Regions from separate parts of the Sus scrofa genome. Here region 2 is linked to region 1. The links are chromatin contacts, called in public promoter capture Hi-C maps. All regions are on one chromosome and are shown on one strand. Each heading gives the region's core, a stretch centred on a gene start, on an enhancer-like site or on the middle of the called end of the contact. The rest is flanking DNA. Distances are from core to core; before and after follow the strand shown.

The links. Promoter capture Hi-C pulls out the DNA fragments that hold promoters and counts their contacts.
Region 2: a promoter capture Hi-C map of liver shows a contact between it and region 1, with 7 times the contacts expected there. The contact joins the promoter of RAB3GAP1 here to the promoter of ZRANB3 in region 1. A contact is called at or near these places in 1 of 5 promoter capture datasets (liver), 2 of 47 Hi-C or Micro-C datasets (heart right ventricle and psoas muscle) and 2 of 2 datasets of contacts at active chromatin or transcription factors (alveolar macrophages and skeletal muscle).

What each region holds. Positions count from the first base shown.
Region 1 is chr15:16,412,854-16,416,445 of Sscrofa11.1, forward strand. It overlaps ZRANB3 (DNA annealing helicase and endonuclease ZRANB3), which reads left to right and starts at 1,438. Exons shown (of 21, transcript XM_021075255.1): 1 at 1,438-1,489. It overlaps R3HDM1 (R3H domain-containing protein 1), which reads right to left and starts at 1,505. Exons shown (of 24, transcript XM_021075222.1): 1 at 1,484-1,505.
Region 2 is chr15:16,891,042-16,894,503 of Sscrofa11.1, forward strand. RAB3GAP1 (rab3 GTPase-activating protein catalytic subunit) reads right to left here and starts at 2,107. Exons shown (of 27, transcript XM_013983945.2): 1 at 2,018-2,107; 2 at 1,861-1,916. The coding sequence starts at 2,035.

The DNA.
Region 1 (3,592 bases), core at 188-2,687:
AGACCATAACCATACATAAAAAAACTTTTTTTTCTGAAAAATCTTATTAGAAAAATCATCTGCTATTTACTAAGCCTTACTATTTTAGAAAGCTCCTCTTTGCCTTTTACTTAACTGACTCGCTAGCCCAATTATAGATGGGACATGACAGCCTTCAAGTTTCTGCATAAAAGCAAGCTCAAAGAACAGAGGCACTCTCCTTCGCACCTAGCAACAACAATAACACAAAAAAGAGAACAACGGCAAAAAACTTCAACCACACAGGGAATTGGAGGGAGAACCTAAGGCTCAACCCTAACGTGTGTAAATCTGATCTCCGAGATCCGTGGCGTTGACAGTCATTCAACTTTCTTTTTAATAGCCCCACTGTGCTTTTTCTGGTACCACAGGCAAAATGTACCACCTCACCTTTCACCAACCGGTCGTAACGCTTTATTTCCTTTTTAAAAATTCTCGGGGTTGTAAGGCCAGGGGCCGCGGCCGTGTGGTGGGCCGATGAGCCCGGGGTAGCGGCGCCAACCACCCGGGAAAGCAGAGCCACTCACGGCACCGCTCCTGGCAGGCCTTCTGTGGCTGGTTCCCGAGTCCCTGGGGCTGCAAGGGCAGCAGCAGCAGCCAAGGCAGGGACTCGGGAACCTTTCCCCTGCCTCCTCCGCTAGGCCTCGAGGGGTTTGCTTTTCACATGGCCCCCGGGTGGGGGCGGTGGGCGCAAGGTAGTGGATGCAGTTGCAGCCGCAGCGGCCGACCAGACTAGCCAGGACGCCCTCGGAACCAGACCTCCCCGCGGGCTGGCAGCAACAGCACCTCAGCGGGGCCCTGGCTGGAGCGCCGACCGCTCCGCGGGGAAGGCCACCTTCTCACACACATCTCTCCCCTGCCTGCCTTTCTCCGTTAGCGCTACCGGTTGGCGGGCGGGGGAGGGGAACAAGGCGCGTTATTCCCGGGGAGCTGGAGGGGGGAGGGGAAGGCATCTCTTACCCGCGTTACTGAGAAGGAGGAGGAGGCGGCTGGAGCGCGGCGCGGCGGGGCGACGGCGGGGCTGGGTGGGTGCAAGTAAGAGTCTTACGAAAGGGAATTAACCCCATCACCAGCCCGGACACCGGCTCCAGCAGCAGCCGCGGCTGGCGGAATCCCGCCCCTTCCCACCACGCACTAGCCCCGCCTCCTCGTTCTCTTTGAGGGGCAGTCGACAAATCATAGGTTGTATATTCTCGGAGTGATAGGAGGATCATCCAATCACGCCTGAAAAAAATGCCTTCTCTCCACCCCTTTCTCTCCTATCGGCCGCGGGAGAGCCTAGCCAAGTCTTTCTCCACCCTCAAGGGAAAAAGAGCCAATCGGCGGTAAGAATCCGCCCTTGAAGGACACAAAGGACAACCAATGGTAAAACTAAAAGGACAGCCATTTTGCCCACTTGTAAAAGAGCCACCTTTTCCCACGAGTTGGAGCCTGAGGTGGGGGAGTTCTGGGAGTTTTTACTGACCTGGAGGTATTGGAGAGACAACCATATTTCTTCAAGGAGTATTTATAGTGCTTTATAAGAGTAAAGGAAAATTTTCATCCTCCATGTGGTGGAAGTGAGAAATGCCGTTTAAGGGCTTGGCTCCTCCCCTCAGCGGTAACGGGTTCTAAGTCGAACACCTGGTTTATTCAGCCTCTGTGAGGAAAGGCGGGGTGATTGCCCTTTTCGGCCAGCAGCCAACTACAGCTCCCAGTGTGCTTTGCTCCTGCCTATATTCTTTCATCGGTTTGCTTGCAGCGGGGCCTGACGGGAATTGTAGTTCCCGGGAGGTACCCATGAAGCCTCTTTGGCCAATGAGAAAGGACAAACTTTTGAATGATTTGGAGTTTGGGGCGGGGAACTAGTTGCTAAGCTGTGGCGAAGCCTTTTTGCCGTCCTAATAGAAGAGGGAAGGGATGGAAAAGAAGGTAGTCGGGGAAGAGTCTTTTCAGAACGCCGTAGGGGTTTTAAATGCTGGTGTTTGAACTCTCTTACTTTCAGTTTGTCCCTTTGAAGTCACTTCCGCTTTGGGGCGGACACATGCCAAACCTGTGGCGGGAGTTGGAGATTCTACAGCGAATACACCAGGTGTGGCGGTCTGGGAGTGGCATGGCGGGCAAGTCGGAAGTTTCTTGCGTGAAAGAGAGGAAATTAAATGGAATTTAATTGCATTTTAGAAAGAGTGGGTGAAATGGGATGGGGCTACTTCCCAAGGGCTGAATGCCAGTCTTCAATTCCAGAGACTTCAATTTCCTGTCTTCTGACCTGCTCAGTATTATATTACACCCATTTACTTGTGATGGGTGTTTCTGTGGCCTTTTTCACATCTTCAGTTTGGCTAAAAACTGCCCAGAAATTCTGAGCTAACTCCTCCTACTTTAACGAACAAACTTTTAAAGGCTGGTTCAAAGGAGAAAAGCTACAGAAGGGATTGATAGTCAATAATGGGCCTTTTGGGAATTCCTGTCCTGGCTCAGTGGTTAAGGAACCCGAGTAGTGCCCGTGACGCGCGTTCCAGCCCTGGCATCGCTCAGTGGGTTAAGGATCTGGAGTTGCCCTGAGCTGTGGTGTAAGTTGCAGATGAGGCTTGGATCCCGCCTTGCTGTGGCTGTGGCATAAGCCTGGCAGCCTCAGCTCCCATTCGACCCCTAGACTGGGAACCGCCACATGCCCCGCGGTACAGCCTTAAAAAGACAAAAACCAAAAACCAAAAAACCTGAAGAATGGGCCCATTAGTTTCTTCTTCTTCTCCTTTTTTTTTTTTTTTTTTTTAATGTAAAGCATTCATTAAACAAGTGCCCACAGGGTACCACCTATAATAACACTGATGAATATAAACATCATTGTAAAGTCTTTGGAGCCCATAAGCTTAGCACATCAGACCCTGCCTAGTTAATGCGCCTTTGGGATGTAAAGTTAAGTATATTCTTGCTGTTGGACTCTCCTTTGGGAGCCTTTGGAGACTCTTTGAAATAATGAGATGCAGAAGGTATTAACAGGAAAAGCCTTTCAGCAAGTTACTGTTGTGGCTCAGCAGGATAAGAATCCGACTAGTATCCGTGAGGTTGCTTGTTCAATCCATGGCCTCGTTCAGTGGATTAAGGATGGGGTGTTGTATTAATGCGGCTGTGGTATACGCAGGGCAGCTGCAGCTCCAAATCCATCCCTAAGCTGGAAACTTTTATATGCCATTCGTGTGGCATATAAAAAGATCAAAAAAAGAGGCCTTTCCTCCCCACCTCTGATGGCTTTCATTCTTAAACTCTTTTCCCCATCATTTTGACTGACTTCCTCAAATACATTCAAATTTCCCCACAGTTTCACTGAAACTTTCTTTTATAAATCATCCTGTAAATATTTATTGAGTATTTACACTGTATTAGTTACTATACCAGATTTTGGGGGAAGAGAAATGGCAAAACGACAGGTTCTTGACCAAAAGTAGTGAGGAAGACAGAGGCCAAACAAAATTAATGGTAGTGTTACTTGTTCTTTTAATCTCTAAGTTTCTTCATTAGTCAGGTTTTGCTAGTTACTTTTTCCATTCTACATGTGGACTAAAATAAGCATATTTTCTTTCTGTTTTTTTTT
Region 2 (3,462 bases), core at 857-3,356, 480 kb after region 1:
TCAGAATATTTTAAGTATTTAGCTAGAGGAAAGTGATCATTTTTCAACTAAATACTGTTTCCTCATCCCATCCTCCAAGATTCAAGTTAAATTTTCTAACTACATTCAAGACATTAAGCTATTATCTCAAATTCAACAGGTCTAAAACTATTCTTCTTACTTTGCCACTTTCTTCATTCTTTCATGCAAGAAACTGCAGTTTCAATCTATGATTTTTTTCTACTCTTACATTTCATCAAGCACTATCTACTTCTTTAAAATGTCTTACAATCTTCTATCCTTCCTCTCCAGTCTCCAAATCACCTACTTTATCAAAGTAACTCACTGACCTTAATTTTACCTCACCTCCTAAAACAACTCATGTCACTGTACCACTCTAAAATCAAGGGTCTCTCACAATTGCTCCTTAATGGTTGTATAGTGTGGTCTCCAGACCAGCAGCATCAGCATCACCTGGGAGCTTGTTAGAAATGCAAATTTTTGAAATTACCTTAGACATACAGAGCCATAAACTGTGATTCTGATGCACATTAAAGTTTGAGAATCACTGGTATTAAAGCACCAAACCTAGATTCCTTTACTTAGCTTTGGAGGCTGTCTATAACCTGGGTCCTTTCTTCCTTAATAATTTTGTTTACTTTCCTTCAAAAGATAGCCCTCACTCCAGTAAAGATGTTTCATTAAATCCCAAAGGTTTTCACCTGTCTCTACTCACACTAGGCCCTTCTCATATTTAACTACTCCTATTTTCTGGGCCCAGCACATTTCCTATCTTTTCTTATGTAAATACTTCCAACAATTATAATCCACAACAACATCATCCTTAAACTACTATTTTTATAGTTAGTACTAGCTGGCTTAAAATTTAACTATTTGCTGTTTTGTTTTTTTTAAAACACATGGATCAAGGCTTTCGTTTTGTTTTTGTTCTTTTCTGTTAGTATAGTTCTGAACACACAATACCTGCTCAATAAAGCCTTGCCAATGTGGTTATGTCTTACTGTCTTTTAAGAGGGATACCACGGGTCAAACTAGTTTCCCAGCAGAGATGTTTTATATTTTCATATGTCGTTTGATGACATGGATTCCACAAACTTCTCCCGACCGGCAAGATTTTAGGATTATAAAACGTTGCAACCTCATCACCCAGAAAACCTGAAGGACCTCTGCGACATCAAAACTGTTAACCTCTTGATCTAAGCTATCAGTCATCCACAAACTAGGCCTTCAACTAATTTCAGTGAGCCAACAGTTTGACTCAGCTGTTCACTGGAGTTTGAAGGCACAGGACGCCTGGGCAAAGCACCCAATGACATGGAACAATCTGAATCAAAGCGTTCCAAAACCAGACACAGACTATTTCAAAAAGTTATTCTAAAAGACAGGATGGAGAAGGTGAGTGTGTGGCAGAGCCCACCACGACTCTGAAGAAAGGCCTCCTCCTGAAAAGGATGTACCCGGGAAGGAAAAAAAAAAAAAAAAAAAAAAAAAAAAGGCAGCTGTGAAGTTTATTGCTTACTAGAACTTGAGTTAAACGGAAGTTATAGCCTCGACAACTGTTTCTGCAGATGGACAACAACTAGAAAACCAAAGGTCTAAGGAGAGTGGTCCTTGGGCAGAGAAAACAAAACTTCGGAGAGCCGGAGGCTCCGGGTTTGGCTGAAGGGGGACGGGCCGGGGCTTGTCAGCCAGGAGATGCGGAAGAAGCCTGCGGCTGACCCGAGAAGGGAGGAAGCGGAGACGCGGGCAGCCAAGGTTTTACTTTTCCCGCATAAGTGGCGTCACCAGTGGGCTCTGTTAGGGGAGTGACAGGGGAGACGCCGGGGCCCAAAGTGTTGGTAACCAAACACACGACCTTACCTTTCCCATTCTGAGGCAGTGGTGAAGTCCGTGATCTCAAACACCTCGGACTCGGGCTGCGGGAAGGGGAAGAAAGAAAGGAATTGAGCGCCTGAGCGCTGACGCGGAGAATCGAACTTAAATAGAGACAGGGATAGGTATGAAACAAACACCTCACCTCACTGTCGGCCGCCATCTTGAGGAGCGCCAAGGCGGGCGCTAGGGATGCCGGGAAGAAGAGCTGGAGGACGGGGGTGGGGAGAACAGGGGGAGGAGCCTCTGCGCAGTCCCACCCCCGGAGGCCCCGCCTCCTGATAGTGAGTCCTGATAGTGAGTCCTCTTCATAGGTTGAAATCATCTGAAAAAAAAAATTTTTTTTTTAAATGCTTTTGTTCCTGGGAAGGGAATCTTACTCTGCCCTCAACTCCTCGTTCTCTGGATGATTTAATAAAATTTGAAAATTTCCCTTAATGAATTAGGAAGGGAACAGAGCCAAGGAGATAAGACAAGGCCCTAGAAGCATTTAACTTGTTTTAAAAAATCCAACAGGAGTTCCCGTCGTGGTGCAGTGGTTAAGGAATCCGACTAGGAACTATGAGGTTGCGGGTTCGGTCCCTGCCCTTGCTCAGTGGGTTAACGATCCCGCGTTGTGGCAAGCTATGGTGTAGGCCGCAGACGCGGCTCGGATCCTGCGTTGCTGTGGCCCTGGAGTAGGCTGGCAGCTACAGCTCCGATTCGACTCCTAGCCTGGGAACCTCCCTATGCCGTGGGAGCGACCCAAGAAATGGCAAAAAAACAAAATAAATAAATAAGTAAATAAATAAGAAACCCAACACACATTTTGTTTTTCATTCAACCTCTACTGATTGATTGCAAGGCACTGAGCTAAGTGCTTTATAACCCACCTTTCCTCACCGCCCCACTCCTCAAAGAACTTAAGCAGTTTGCCTAAGTCATGAAATAAAATCATGCTAGTTATCTGGTTTCTGGGAAGAGCAACATGCTGTTCAATGAAAACTTTTAAGCCATTCAGAAACAGAATAGGTGCCAGCAGTTAGAAATTATTTCTCATACATACTCTATTATTTACAGAGAAAATCATACCATGTCCAGGGTTTGCTTCAAAATAATGGGAGGGAGAAGTGGATAAGGATAGAAATAAAACAAATCAGCGATGAGTGGGTAATTGATTAAGCCAATGATGGGTACATGTGTATTTATAATATTCTCTTTCCTTCTGTAAGGGTGAATTTTTTCATAATTAAAAGTTTTTTAAAAATTTAAATATCATTTAAAGATTTTTTTTTTTTTGTAATTCAAATGTGGGGGTAGAGGAACCAGAAAAAATGGCTTAAGCAATTAAAAAATTTAACCCTAAAATAAGAGAAAGAGACATAAAAAATTTGGTGATGTAGATGGTGCAATGAGGAAACTAAGGCCAGAGAATTTCAAGAATAGTTATTGCCAGTGCTAAGCCTTTAACTCCTGTCTCTTGATATTTCTTCTAGTTTTTGTTCATTATACTAGTGGGAGTTTGGGGCTACTTCTGCAGCAATCTGTCCCAACTTGCACCTTCATTCATTTATAAGCATTTATTAAATACCTACCATAAGCCAATCATAG